2 separate regions of the Urocitellus parryii genome follow, and region 1 is linked to region 2. A link is a contact called in public Hi-C data. All regions are on one chromosome and are shown on one strand. The core of a region is the stretch at or near the end of the contact, and the rest is flanking DNA. Distances in the headings are between cores, read along the strand shown. Region 1 holds the start of App (amyloid beta precursor protein). Region 2 holds the start of Atp5pf (ATP synthase peripheral stalk subunit F6).

Region 1 (3,740 bases), core at 697-3,196, 380 kb before region 2:
AGTTCCTACTCTTAAAAACTGTTCCCTTCCTCCTGGGACTGGCTTTATGGGCCTGCAACCTGTGTCCTGCACTCAGAAGACTCTCATGCTTGGTTTAATGTTGGGCTGTGACCGTCTTAAAATTTTTAATTTTGGGACAACAAATTCCACGTTTTCATTTGGCACCAGACTTGAGAAAATATGTAGCTGACCCTGTTCCCCCCATCTCTAAGTCACACTCCTCTGTTTTAGATGCCTTCTTTGCTCATACAAACCTCAGATAAACAGAATCCTGGTGGTGGGTACATGCATTTGGGAAGCAGTATGGTATGGAAGGTCAACAATTGAATTTTTTTTCACCTTAGTCTTTCCCCTGCAGTCCCAACTTAGTGTGTGTGTGTGTGTGTGTGTGTGTGTGTGTGTGTGTGTGTGTCGCGCGCGCGCGCGCCAAGGTTTCTCAAATGAAAAACTGGCACTCTTGAGGATAGTCCCCAACCCCTGGCTTCCTGACTTATGAGTGGAAATAATCATAGTAATATCATAGCAATGTTTTCATTTGTTTTTGTAGGTGAATGACATAAACCATGAAAACAAATATTGCATAATATATATATAAATATATATGGTAATATATAAAAATACATATATATATATATATATATATATATATATATACACACATATATATGCATATTTATTTATTTATTTATTTTAGGTCATTCAGGACAAAAAGTAATCCAAAGGTCAGGACTGAATGTATAGAGTAGATGACAACATTTATTGGAGCTGGCAGGTAAATGCTGACTTCTCAGAGCAGAAGTGGGCAGCCTCTGGCTGAGCCATCACTCCACAGAGCAGGAGCAATGAGCAGGAGAGAGAAGAGGCCATTTGCAGTGAAGCCCTAAGAAGGGCCACAGCACTCCCTGGCTTTTTTTCTCTCCCATCAGTACCAAGTGGGCTGTAGCTTGGTGACAGACACCACTTCAGGTCAGAAAAGGGTATATCCGGGCAGTTCTAGACCATTGTACACTAACTGGACACTGGGCATTGTACAGTTTTTCTTTATCTAGGATTAAGTGGCTTTGCATAAGGTTCATTTCTGTAATATAGGACAGACAATGAAGAACAGGGCCAGAATTTGAGGTCGGAAGTCCTCAGTTACGGGATAGAACAAGAATTACCTCTTAAGATCTCTTCCGTCATAACTTCTACTTTATCTCCATCTGAGATGTTACATTCCTACCTGATATATGCCCCCCAATTCCTATCTCCTCTAAACGCGCGAGCGCGCACACGTAAATAATAAGAGAATAAAACATAAAAACTCCAAAAAACAAAAATATTGCTTTCCAGGAGGAGAAAATGGGTCGCCTGCTTCTTTCCCAGGTCCCGCGTCTATCTATCTCCTTTCGATCGTTCTAAAGATAGAAATTCCAGGTTGTCCGTAGCTGCTTTTGACGGAAAAAAACCCCCAAGGTTTTTGCTTTCTCAACAAGCAAAAAAATCCTGTTTCCTTTAAGCGTCGATTGCTCCTGTTCTCTTCCAGAAAGGCTTGCCCCACCTCTCCGAACCCAGACAAAAACTGAAATGCGGATAAAAACGCACCCCAGCAGCAGCCCTATATACGACATCCCAAGAGGCCTGCGGGGTCGCATGATTCAAGCTCACGGGGACGAGCGGGAGCGCTCCCGACTTTTCTGGAGCCCCAAACGTCCTACGACTCACCTTTCCCTGATCCTGTACCGTCCCTCCCCTGGCCCCAGACTCTCCCTCCTGCGGTTCCCCGAGCCCTGGTGGGCGGTGAGTGGTGGGTCGGGGAGGCGCGTGGGGAGCCAGAGGCGCCGCACCTGTGGGCGCCGGGGGCGCGGACCCCTCCCGGTGCCAGCGGGCGCAGCTCCGCGGAGGCTCCGCTAGGGGTCTCTCTCGGGTGCCGAGCGGGGTGGGCCGGATCAGCTGACTCTCCGGGCTCGGAGCCCCGCCGCTGCGCTCCGGCTCCGTCAGTTTCCTCGGCAGCGGTAGACGAGAGCACCCGGACCAGTGCGATCGCTGGGCCACCAGAGACGGTGGAGGAGACTCGAGCACAGCAAGGGCGCGGCGGATCCCATTCGCACAGCAGCGCACTCGGTGCCCAGCGCAGGGTCGCGATGCTGCCCAGCTTGGCTCTGCTTCTGCTGGCCGCTTGGACGGCTCGCGCGCTGGAGGTGGGTGCTGTGCCCTGGAAGGGGGAAGGAGAGCATGGTGGGGATACGATCCCCCCAAGTCTTTAATTCTGAGAAGCAGGGGGCTGCTAAGAGTGCCCTTCTCCCCGCCACCCCCGCTCGCGGGCCCCCTGCGCATCCCCGCCTCCGGCCCAGCCCTGCCCCGGGGACGCGCGCCCTGGTCAGCGGAGACCGAGCGGGCGAGGCGCGGGGCTCCCCTGGTCCCCGCCAGCTCTGGGCGATAAGGGGAGGGGGAGTCGCTGATCCCAGACCCTGACTCAGCCCTGTCTCGTGATCAGGGTCCAGGGAGGCGAGAGACATCCAGATGGGGGAGAAGGGGAAGGGAGCACGTGTGGAAAACCGAAAACGCAGAGTCCCCGGATCCAGTCTGGGAGCCTTCAGTGGCTGCCCTTCCCTTTCTCTCGGGCCCCCGGGTGGAGGAGTTGGAACCCCTCTGGAAGCTGGAGGTCTCCTGGCTTCTTTCTGCCCATGCCACGCGTTTCACCTTTTCTTCCTACTTCCACCCCTCTTGGTCGCCTTCATCCCTGTTCCTGTTCGCGGTCGCTGGCGGTGGCAGCCTGCGAACAACCCTAGCTGGCGCTGGCGCCAGGGTCGCGCACCGCCTTCCGCAGGCAAACTTTGTACATTTCCGCGTCTCCCTTTTGTGTAAGTTGCGAGAGATGGGAGGGGTCGGAGACCAGCGGCCACAGCACCTTCCCTAAGCCCGGACGTCCCGGGCGTTCATTCGCACCCTCAAGCTTCTCCCAGCCAGGGAGAAAGTCCCCTGGAACAAAAGCGGCGGCACCCCGCCCTCGCCGTCCGGGCGCGGTGGCTGAGCCGCGGTAGTCTGTGAGCCACCAAAGCTCCCTTCCCAGCGCCGCGCGTCTGCCCCAGAGGGGGCTGGGGCGCTGCCGGGGCCTCCCGGCGGAGCCTCGGGGTCGCTCTTCTTCACATCCTTGGATCACCGCTGTGCTTTCATTCCGTGCTGGGCTCTAAAGTCCTTAGGGAGAAATACCGGAGAGTGGGGTGCGCGACTGGAAAGGGCAGTGGCGGGTGGTGGGAAGCAGGATCTCACCCCTCCTGGGCATCAAAGGGGACGTTTGTCTGATTAAGGCGCGGCCTCCTCCCTGGCAGCTCTGGGGATTCTGGTTTAGACCCCCTGAGGGCGCAGGATGGTGGGGAGAGTCCGCAGGCTCCTTTTTTTAGGGTGCAGATAAAAGGGTTGAACAGAGTGAAGATTAAGACGGAGAAGATGGCGCCTCTGCAGTGCAGCAAAGAAAAGCTGTGTGGAGGCTGCAGCCTGGTGAAATCCACCCACCACTAGGTGTATAACAAGTCTTCCCCATTCACCCAACTCTGGAACATTCAGCTAACGCCTGAGCAAAAAGACTATTTTTCTTTTTATCTGAAGATGCTTGGAAGTTGTTTGCTTGACAGTTGGGGCAGAGGAGATTGTATTTTGCATTGGTGAGGTTCCCGTTAAGTATCTTACCATTTGCAACCACCCCTCCCCATTTTTGTCCCCTTCTCTCCCCCACCTCGTAGTAATTTTCCAAAAAAGCA
Region 2 (3,543 bases), core at 867-3,366:
TGAATTATTAGTTTAGAGAGCTTTGGATCATATTCCCCCATACAGGATAAAAAATTTAAGTGCAGTCTAGAAGTACTTCCATGATCAACTGCACATTTTCCCAAGCTAACAAATACTTTTAAGTACCTGAGAAAATTAAAAGACATTTTATTCTAAAGAATAAAATCAACATTAAGAAAAAGCACACAGGCTAGGATTGTAGCTCAGTGATAGAGCACTTGCCTAGCGCGTCGGAGGCACTGGGTTTGATCATTAGCACCACATATGTGGCCATCTTCAACTAATAATAAAGAAAAACACACAGGTGTGTATATACAGAGAGAAAGCAAACATGGTGAAAGGTTAACAGCTGATGACCCGCAGGTGAAGCGTATATGGGTGTTCACTGCATGATTTTTTTTTTCAATTTGTCTATAAGTTTGAAGTTTTTTTTAAAGAAAGAGTTACGGGACAACTAAAGCCAAGAGTTTTAATTTAGTACTAGGCCTATTTATGCCCCCATGACTAGCTTTCAATTTAACATCTCGATCAGTATTTGTTATCTCAAGACCATACACCAGTCATGACATATACTCCCATATATACAATCCATGTAAAACAGTTCTAAGTTCACCCAGCACTAGGGTATGTATAAAAATAATCAAGCTTGGAAATCCTTGATCAAATCCTTAGAGAGGATATTCCCTTAAAGTAGGCGCTAAAGAGATAACCGCTTTAAGTTTTAAGGCAACATAGTACCTGAGAATGTTAACCATAAGTAAATACCTTCTAAACTTTTCTCCTGCCATCAGTTATACTTACTACTGGTTGACGCTCATGCAATGGACTTTATTTCTAAATTACTACTCATCATTTTGCAATGCAATATTGGGGACGGTCCTCTCTACCCTTAACCTAAACAACTACGATTCCCTAAATCCAAACACGCACATCGCATTACACAAAAACTAAAAAAAAAAGTTGGCAAGCTACATTAACCCACTATTATCCCCTTAGTTCCTTTCTTGTTAAAAAAAAAAAATGGTGCTCGCATAGACTAACAAATGGTTTTGGTGCAACCGTGAGACAATTCTATATTGACAAATGGATCTGAAGCGAAGACGAGAGCGGGTGTGCATCTTCCTGTGAAATCCTGGGGGCGTCAGGAATGCCCCCACCACAGAGACAGAGCACGGCCGACTGCGACCGGCCAAGAGCGTACAGAAGCATAGGAAACCGCGACAGGCGGCAAGTACTGCCAGGGTCGCTGAGGCGCGCGGGATCCCGGGCCCCCCGCGCAGCTCGCCCCCCGCCCCTCCCCTCCGCTACCCGCACAGCCTCTCCTGCCCCTCCCCGCCCGTCTCCCTCAAGTCTCCACGAACGGAAATGGGAGTCACAGCGCCGGGGACCAGCGGAAACAAAACACAGAGGCGGCCGCGGGGGGGCCGCTGTGGGGGAAAAGGCCCCGGAACGAGGCCGGCCCGCGCAGGCCCGCGCTCCCCTCCTCCCCCGCGGCCGCACTCACCCGCTCCGGAATGGGCCCTGTCGCCCTCGCCCGCGCTCCAGAGCCGCCCGAGAACGGCAGCAGCGCGGGCTCCACGTGCAGCCTCTCTCCGGGTAAGACCTGAAGCTTCCGCGACTCGAAGTGTGAGGTCCCTGGGCCCTTCCCGCGGAATAGGCGCTGAGAAACCCCGAGCCCTCTCCCGCCTCCCAGGCACCCCCGGGTTCAGGACTACAACTCCCAGCAGGGCATGCGAAGCGAACGCCCGAGGCAACGGAGGCCCGCGAGGCACAACGCCCCAATCCAACTTGTTTTACACTTTTTCACTTTCCCTGCACTGTATACATCTCAACAACCTCAAGAAACAGGACACTGACTCGGGGGTGGGCGGGGAGGGCTGGAACTGGGGTGAAAGGCCAAAGTGCGCATGCGTTCAAAACAATGTTTCCAAGAGGAAAAAAGACAGGTCAACTTAGGCGAAGGAAAGATGGCGGAGTCTTCGCCAGGGGACCCGGAAGCACTTACCCTCCACTTCCTCCTCCTGTTTGGCTTCTGTCTCACCTACAGCCGTCCGGTCGCAGACTGTCTCCGAGACGCTTCCTGTCCGGTGAGCGTCGAACGACTGAAATGGCCGCCCATAATGCATTGCGATGGCTGGTAGGCGGGGAGGGGCGGAGCCAGGGCCGGAAGTAGAACTGTGGCGGCGTCGGTGGCTCTGGCAGCTCGGGACTGAGTGCAAGGTGACTGGGACGGTAGCTAGTCCGGCTTGGCCCCTTGGGACTGCGATTCTGGGTTTCTTCACACAGCCGGGGCAGCCTGTAACCTCTTCTCTAGTAGGAGGAGAAAGCAGTCTGTGTGCCTGGCACCTTCGTGGCATGGCGCAGGGTCACAACCGAACTCCGCGCTTCTAGGCCTTGAAGTTTGCCATAGACCCCAAAATAAGATCGATAATACCTTCCCCGCAGGCGAACGTGGGAGGAAGGGAAGCGGGGGGATCGTGAGTCTGAAGCTCGGTCGGGGCAGTCCAAGGTCAGGCAGGCGGGTCTCTGCTGCCAAACCTGTCGGCGCCCAGGGCACGCGGGAGAATCTTCTGAACTATGCACTGGGCAGGTCGTGCACCATAAAAGGGAAAGAGGCAGTTGGTAATCCCAAAATTGTGCATCTCACCTAAAAATTGTGAGAGGGTGCCTAACATTTCGTTAGGCAGCTTTGTGAATTGGGTACTGCAGAGACAACAAAAGAACTAGCCTTTGACTGGTCGGTCACTATAAATAGGCTACCCGTGCTACCTCCCATTGGCAAGGACTGCCAGGGCTCCAGTACCCTCTTGCTAATGCCTTTCCCATTCTTTTTACGTTAGGTCCTTAACATAGGCTCTGCTAGTACTTGAATAAGTAATTTTATCACATGTGGTATTACACCTATTTGTGTACTGATATGTCCTCGTGATGGTGGGTTATGCACACTTATTATTAAATCAGAAAAATGAAAGGACGTGATGGAGGAGCAACAAGTTTTGATAAGAAGGATTACGGGTTCATTTTTGGGGTGAGTGTAGGATTTAGGTCATGAGAGCTGTAGAATATTATTCATTATATGTTGTGAGGCTTCAGGAAAAAGATGTTATTTGGGAGTCATTGGTACTTAGGTGATAGAAATTTCACCCAAGTTGTTGTAGGAATGACGTCTTTGTGGTTAGCTTTAGAGCATATTAACTGTGAGGATGTGAGCAATTTAATAAACTTTCTTATAAATAATATTATCATCTGTAAAGCAGGGGTAAGAACACCTTTCTGTAAACTCTTTAAGTATCTTTTTTTCAGAGTTACAAGGAGGGGATATATGAAGTAGTACTTTGCAAAATACGGAGGGCTGAACAGATGTTACATTACTGCTGGGTGTTAGGCATGTTCTTAAGTTTGCAGGAAGGGAAAGAACTTTGAATTGGATGATGTTTTTTACATATTTATGTTGATTCAGTTCTCCTGTGTAATGTTGGACCAGGGTACTGAACCTCTATGCCTCAATTTCTGTATGTATAAAGATGAAATGATACAGAGTAC

What was found. A called contact is a pair of places that touch in the nucleus more often than the background predicts.
Region 1: a contact with region 2 is called in a Hi-C map of muscle, with 4 times the contacts expected there. The contact joins the promoter of App here to the promoter of Atp5pf in region 2. A contact is called at or near these places in 2 of 2 Hi-C or Micro-C datasets (liver and muscle).

What each region holds. Positions count from the first base shown.
Region 1 is chr2:209,587,342-209,591,081 of mUroPar1.hap1, reverse strand. It overlaps App (amyloid beta precursor protein), which reads left to right and starts at 1,946. Exons shown (of 15, transcript XM_026396151.2): 1 at 1,946-2,180. The coding sequence starts at 2,124.
Region 2 is chr2:209,211,074-209,214,616 of mUroPar1.hap1, reverse strand. It overlaps Atp5pf (ATP synthase peripheral stalk subunit F6), which reads left to right and starts at 2,116. Exons shown (of 4, transcript XM_026411730.2): 1 at 2,116-2,220. The coding sequence starts at 2,131. Gabpa (GA binding protein transcription factor subunit alpha) reads right to left here and starts at 2,093. Exons shown (of 10, transcript XM_026411711.2): 1 at 2,006-2,093.